Regions from separate parts of the Hordeum vulgare genome. Here region 2 is linked to region 1. The links are chromatin contacts, called in public Hi-C maps. All regions are on one chromosome and are shown on one strand. Each heading gives the region's core, a stretch centred on a gene start, on an enhancer-like site or on the middle of the called end of the contact. The rest is flanking DNA. Distances are from core to core; before and after follow the strand shown.

What was found. Hi-C and Micro-C count contacts between places; a contact is called where the count stands out from the background.
Region 2: a Hi-C map of leaf shows a contact between it and region 1, with 2.5 times the contacts expected there. The contact joins the promoter of LOC123413649 here to the promoter of LOC123412168 in region 1. A contact is called at or near these places in 1 of 6 Hi-C or Micro-C datasets (leaf) and 1 of 1 datasets of contacts at active chromatin or transcription factors (embryo).

Annotation. Positions count from the first base shown.
Region 1 is chr7H:225,265,543-225,269,379 of MorexV3_pseudomolecules_assembly, forward strand. It overlaps LOC123412168 (probable protein NAP1), which reads right to left and starts at 2,006. Exons shown (of 24, transcript XM_045105108.1): 1 at 1,844-2,006; 2 at 1,316-1,766; 3 at 1,120-1,194. The coding sequence starts at 1,684.
Region 2 is chr7H:225,675,683-225,679,519 of MorexV3_pseudomolecules_assembly, forward strand. It overlaps LOC123413649, which reads right to left and starts at 1,756. Exons shown (of 3, transcript XR_006613788.1): 1 at 1,055-1,756; 2 at 1-856.

The sequences.
Region 1 (3,837 bases), core at 756-3,255:
GTACATGAGGTGCAGTTTCAGTACTACTAGGCACGAGGAGGAGGAGGTTAGCCTTGACGGGCAGGTGGTGCCTCAGAAGGACACCTTTCGATATTTGGGGTCAATGCTGCAGAAGGATGGGGATATCGATGAAGATGTGAACCATCGAAATAAAGCCGGATGGATTAAGTGGCGCCAAGCTTCTGGCATTCTCTGTGACAAGAGAGTGCCACAAAAGCTAAAAGGCAAGTTCTATAGGACGGCGGTTCGACCCGCAATGTTGTATGGCGCTGAGTGTTGGCCGACTAAAAGGCGACATGTGTGGCAGTTGGGTGTAGCGGAGATGCGCATGTTGAGATGGATGTGTGGCCACACAAGGGAGGACCGAGTCTGGAATGATGATATATGAGATAGAGTTGGGATAGCGCCGATTGAAGAGAAGCTTGTCCAACATCGTCTGAGATGGTTTGGTCATATGCAGCACAAGCCACCAAAAGCTCCAGTGCATAGCGGACTGCTAAAGCGTGTTGATAATGTCAAAAGAGGTCGGGGTAGACCGAACTTGACATGGGAGGAGTCCATAAAGAGAGATTTGAAGGATTGGAGTATGACCAAAGAACTATCTATGGATAGGGGTGCGTGGAAGCTTGCTATCCATGTGCCAGAACCATGAGTTGGTCGCGAGATCTTACGGGTTTCACCTCTAGCCTACCCCAACTTGTTTGGGACTAAAGGCTTTGTCGTTGTTGTTCTTTTGTATTGATTGAAGGTCAACGGGATTTAGGGGCAACCAACATAATTATGGTATCAAAAAATACTCTAGTGGAGCATTGGTCTCATCTCTGACCAATACATTGGAAAATAATGACTTAAGGAGGTTGAAACTATAGGCCTATGTCAATGTAATTCCATTTTTACAAATCCCAACGAGGATGCTCAATTACAGGGGTGCAGAATACAATTATGAAGCCCTATGTCAATGTAATTCCATTTTTACAAGTCGGGGGCTGCCTTAGGTCATATATATTCAAAATTTATCCTACCAGATGGCAGCACTTAATTGATAGTCAACAGAACAGAACAAAACTTGTTTATCCTGCCTGATACAATTAATTGTTAATCTCGGTAGTTGGCACATACCATGATCCATCGCTCTAGGTTTTGCATGTAACCTTCCGCGTTTTCATTCAAAGCATCAAGAGCAAACTTGTCTACCTGAAAGGCATAGTACCATAAGATTAAGCAAATTCCAGGTTGAGAGGATTTTATTTTATTTTTTGAATGAAAGGGGTTCCCAAAGGTTGAGAGGATACATCCGTATGGTCGAGACACTTGCCTTTTCAAGCTGCAGCTTGTTGGGATGCTCAGGAAATTTCTTGGACAAGGTGATGCAAATTTTGGGAAAATTCGGCATAACACCAGCTTTCCAAAATGCCTCTGAGAAGGTGTGCGTGTTTGGATCTGGATAGTCCAGGATGCTGTTGAGCCTGTACATCTTGGCCAGCAGCCCTTCCGCGACCTTGGAGAGCTGAACCACTGGCTCCATCTGAAGGTGCCTATGGCCACTCGCGGAGGCTTGAGGCCCGTCGACGCCCATGGTCCTCCAGCTTGCCGACGCCGAGGGAGATGACTCGTCGGCGGTCAGGTACTCCGACCACCGGGGCACGCTGTCCACTTCCTTGGATTTGAACGAAACGTGCGCCATCTCCTGATGGAGAGCAATTGCCGGTCCGCCGCGCCTGCCACTGGCCCTTTGTCCTCCGCTTCACCGGCCGGCACCGAGCTTTCTGCCGAACTGGCTCCGATTACCAAAACCTTCTCACGAATTATGCATTTCCTTGGAAGAGCAAGCGAGCAAGCTCACCTAGCAGACGCACGCCTGTAAGGAGGCCGGTGGCTTGCTCAGTGGAGCGGAGATCTCGCCGCCATTGCGAAGAAGCAGCTCCGTCGCTCTCGGATGGCTCTCCTCTGCTTCTCCTGAAGAGGGGGAGCAGTACGAGCAGTACAGCGACCTTACCCTTCTTTTACCTTTTTTTTATGCTTCGTCTTTACTCCTACGCATGACTGGGAGGACCGTGGGCCCGAAGTTCGTAACTGCGTTTGGTGAGCGGGCAGGGGGCGTGACAAGGCCTGGATCTCAACTGAATTTTAACCTCGCCGTCCACAAACCCCAAACCCTCACTCGCAAAATTTGGTGTTTTGACCCTTTGACCAAGGTTTATTCTGATCCTGGTTAAAAAAAAGAATTTGACCCTTTTTCCTACTGCCTAGGCGGTTGGCGCTATGGTTGCATAGCCTACCATTGAGGACAATGATGATAGATAACTCATCCGCGTCAGCAGCAACAAAAGCGATGCGTGCTTTTCGCCCCACTCTACCGTCGGGCTTCACGGTGATAGGCTGTCTTACCCTATCATCGGAGACCCTGACGGTTGGCTCTGAATTGTTATAAGCTGCACGGGGCGGTTCGCCCACTCCATCTTCTTCAACCCCGCGCCTCAAAAATATAGAGGAAGTTCCTCTTCCTCCTCTCTCAACCCCTCCACTCCTCATTTCGGATCTCTTCGTTTTTCATCTTTTTTGTAGATCGAGATGGCTCCAAAATGGGAGAAATAAGCTCTTTCAATCCCTTCATTTCGTTTTAATCAAAAAACTTTCGATTTGATGCATTATTTGGTACGAATGAACCCTATTTCCTCTAGTAGGTCAAAAGGTGGTGATCCTAGGTTTGTTTGGTTTGATTCTATATGATATATGTGGTTGAATATGAACCCTAGTAACTAGTTGGAGGGATTCTATCTAGTTTGAAGATGAACCCTAGTTCATGTTAAAAAGAAATGAATGAATGGTCATATGATGGATGTTGGAGGAATTCTAACTAGTTGGAGGGATTCTAACTAGTTGGATAAATATGATGGATATTGTCAAATGGATCATATGCATATAGTACAATGTTGAATATGATGGATTTTGGTAAATTATGCATATGCATATTTCAATTTTATTAACAAATGTTAAATATATATTTTTGTACAAATTTACAAATGTTAAATAAATGAATGATGTTGGTTGAATATGATTCATTTGCATTGATCATATTTATTGGATGAATATGATATGAATGTAGGTTGTATGTGATAATTGATGAAAATGATATGATGCATGTCCGTTGAATATGATATGATGCATGTTCATTGAATATGACATGATTCATTTGCAATTGTTTTAGGAGGCCCCACCTTGCGGAAAACATCGGCACTAAGTAAACATTGCTTGACCCTGGATTCGATAAGGGTCATCACGCCCCATCGAGAATGGAGTGGTAATAACTATGATCAATTTTTTGAACAAAAACATTGGATTTGTTAAAATAAATTACTAATTATTTTGCGTCTATATTTTGACAGATGCTCCCGCATGGCGGATGAGGGGTCACACGAAGGCCCTTCAGATGTAGTACGACAAGCGCTATACTTTGTACTCCGAGAGAGCCTGATTGTTGGATTTCGTGCTGCAATTCAAGCATGTGTCGTCGACACTCGTCCACTCAGCTCTCACAGCTTTGGTGGACTGGTGGCCGCCCTAGACGCACGCTTTTCCATCTCCCATGTGGTGAGATGACGGTGACCCTCGAGGAATTCGGCGTGATCACGGACCTACTGATCCAGGGCCATGCTCTCGCTAGGCGAGTGGAGAGGAACAACTGACGGGAGAGGGTTATCACCCTCATCGGCGAATGCCCTGTCATGAAGGGTAACCGGACATCCAATATACCACTCATGATACGGGCGAACCCGAGGGTGTCAATCTTTTCACACTTTGAGGGGGAAAAGGAGAGAAATCAAGAAAAAACACTCA
Region 2 (3,837 bases), core at 506-3,005, 410 kb after region 1:
TTTTCTAAAAATGCATGGATGACTGTATTAATTCCTGTTCAGGCCTTTGTTGAAAATGAAATGAGTTTTTTTTCAAAGAGCTGTTATTGCAAGGAATGAATTTTTGAATGCATTGAAGATGAAAAAAACTGACAAAAGATCCGAAGTTATGCCCAGACTTCAGATAGAGAATTGGAACCCACATTAACAAATGTGATTCTTAATGGGGTGAAAGCCTAGTTTTTGATGACCATCAGAAAATTAGACACACTCGCTAGAAGTGTTCCGACCTTGTATAAAGCGGGGTGAAAGTCTAGAAGTAGGGTACTCATAATTTATCGGTTCCGACAGGGTGAAAATCTGGAAGTAAATTAGAGTGTAATCTCTCAGACCATTTCACAATTCAGAGAATTGCCTCTGGATTTTAACCCCAGGAATCACTAAACATGTACTAAGCCAAACTAATTCTTCACCATAACCAAGAATTCAATAAATAGTCTGACTGTACTGGACAAATATGTCGGCTAATGTACTTTCATCGCTACCAGCTGGCCAACACGTAACCAACATGTATCAATTTCTTTTCCAGATGTTTTGGCAAATTGACAAGGGCATGTTGTGCTGCAAGCTACTAGTATCGCGACCCTCCGAGAGAAAGAAAGAAAAACTGAATCATGGCATGACAATAATGTAAGAAAACAATCATGCAGAACAAAATATGAATCTTGGCATGACAATAATGCAAGAAAACAATCAGGAAGGCCAGTGGGGGAGAAGATGTGTGGATATACCTTGCCAACAATGATGAGCCAGCAGCCATCCTTGGAGTTGTATTTAGACACCTCCTCCAGGATCAGCGCCTCATCTCTCTTGCTCCCTGAAAACATAAACTCATTAAGCTATGAACACCTCGTACATGCATGGAGGCAACGCAACTCACAAGTATGGACAAGCAACACTTGTATCCGAAATAGAACATCAAATTTATACAACAAGGAATGTAGGGGAACCTAAAACAAGTTATAATTGGACCAATGTAGCAAGCAAAAGTGGAAGGCGGGAAGGACAGAGGTACCTCGATTCAGGAGGGGAATAAAAGTAGGACGGCGGCGATGATGGCGAAGATGTGCACGGTGGAGGGAGAAGCAGCGGCTGGTCTTTGTTGAACATGCAGGTCCGGTGGCAGTAGGGGTAACTAGTGGCATCCGTGGAGAAGCCGCGCCAAGCTGCAGGAGAGGCAGCTCGGACGACATCTAGTTCATGATGGGAGATGCAAATCGGTGGAAGATTTCCACGCACTCGGAGGTGGGAGGGGGAGATCTGGACGGAGTGCTTCACGGGCGAGGCGGATCTCAAACCACCGGCCAGAGGAGAGGAGGGACTCCGGTGGCCGAAGATCAGGCGGGTGGCGGCGGCAGCGTCGATGGAGAAAACCTAGGAGTTGGTGGAGGGTGGGTGTTGGGCTCTCTAAGATCTGTGAGGCTCCGCAATGAAATGTCGGTGGTGGAGACTAGGTCGCGCCCCGAACCCTAGCCGCGGGGGATGGTTGAGCGCGAGCGTTGGAGGTAGGGAGGGGCGGATATGGATGGAGGGATCAACGGAGCGGTACTAGGTGAGCTTCGCAGGATGCTGCGCGCAGGCCATGGCTGTCGAAGCTCGTCGGAATAAGGTCGTCGGAGGCGGCGGCTAACCCTAGGGCGTGGGAGCGCAGAGAGAAGATGCGGGTGCGGGGGAGAGTGCAATGGGAGGAGGTAGGGTTTGGGTAGTTGGTTGCGGGTGGGTTTTTTTTCATTTTTTCTGTATATATTGTAGATGGTTGGATGGATGTCAAATGAAGAGATGGATGAATGGATGGACGCCACCTCACCGATCCGTGTGATAACTAATTCCATCAATTAGAAAAGAGCACATGTAATTGTGTTTTTCTTTTTTTGTTCTTCTATTTTTTCACATGAAAAATTCAAAAACATATTTTTTATTCTACAGAGGGGTTCATATTGTAATGGCAAGCAATGTTTTCAAAGGGAGTTCTCATTTTCTTTGCATGAAAATTTCGTTTTTCCTTTTTCGAGTGTTCAAAATGAGTTTTTTTGTGAAGGACCTATCATATATTTTTTGCAAATTTGGTCCAAATCAATTTTCTAAAATACTAGGTCACATTAATGTCCAATTGAACAAATTGTTGGGTGCCAAAATCTTCCGGTCGACCTCTAGTGAAAAAGACAAATTTCCACTCATTCAGCTCGAAGCGGGTCAAATTTGAAATACAACTGCCTTATAGTTTGCTCATGATTTTTTGCAAAAAAACATTTCAAGGTACAAAAGTATCTATTTAATCGGAGAACAAAAAGTTTTCCAAGATTCAACCACTAGTTAGGAACAGACATCGAGGACCTACAATACGGGTATAAATAGAGTTACACATGCCGGTGACCATTTTGTGTAATGGGATTATGACCTTCTTGATAGGGATGGTCAAAATTTTATAGGGTTTGGACCCTCTTAGACACCTCATGACGTTTTCGTAAATTATAGTCATAGATCTATGACCAATTCAACTGTGGTCGTTATTTTTTGTCATGAACAAGTTTATTTCTTGTAGTGCTTGTGAAGTTTAAGACTTAGGAATTTTAATATTACACCTCTTCTAGCTCAAAAAAATTAGGATCATGCGGGTATTTTGAAATCTATATGATTCGAGTGTGATGGAATTCTGATTTGATGCCTCCTGTCTGAATTGATTTCTTCCGGGGAGTTGAGCTCCAAGGGGTTTTCGACACATCGTTATCATTCAGCTTACTTAGTATCTCAAGAAGCAGACCTTGAAACGCAACTATACTTTGCATGGTGGCAAATAATTCCGTGACTTTTCCCCAGTACTGGTGGAGATAGATCGGATGATCTACCTGGTTTGGTATCGTCTTTGTTTTGAAAGTCTGGGGTGGATGATTTTGCGGAACTTCTCGGATATGTGTTGATAGTTGCAGGAAAGGTGTAGCTGATTACATTGAGTAGGTTCCCCGACCCACAACATGATAGCATAACAAATAAAGATATCTGAAATTCTCACGTGGGGATTGAAGTAGTCACCTGGAAAAATCTTTCATCGGATGTATGTTGGGACATACATTTGTTCCAAGCAATTCTAGCTCAAACTGGACAATTGCAAGCGGCTTTCAATCATATGTTGTCGTCACTAATTTCATGGAAGCATTCTTACTAATTCTAGTTTGAATGCAAATTTCTAAGACTTTAAGTTGCAATATTCAAGCCTTTGATTCAGCTTACCAGCTTCATCTTTTCATCCATGATCTAATATTCATGCCCGTCTCGAGGATGGCTCGAGCAACTCGCCAGAATCCAAGTCGTGATGGGGAGCAATCAGACCCTCCGCCACCCCGTCCTCCTCCTCCGGAGGTGTGGCAAGCTTTGATGGCTACAACCAATGCAAATAGTCAGATGCTGCTTCAAATGATGCAAGAGAGGAACCAAGGCGAGCAAGGGAATTTCAACAACTAGCAGTTGTTTGCTTATCTCAATCAATTCCTTGCAAATCGACCCAAGTCCTTCACCTGTTGTGATCAGCCGTTTGATGTGGGAGATTGACTATGCGACATGAGAAAGCATTTCGAATGCAGCAATATGAGGCGTGAGGACTATGTCAGATTAGCTACATTCCAGCAGAATGGTGGCGGAAGCTCAAGGATTCCAAAGGTGGCCATTTGATTAGTTGGGATTACTTTTGTCCTGATTTTGGAGTCATCATATTCCGGCAAGCTTTGTTGAGGGTATGCGTGAGAAGTTCAAGAATCTCAACAAGGAGGCTCATTTGTTTATCATTATAACATCGACTTTCAA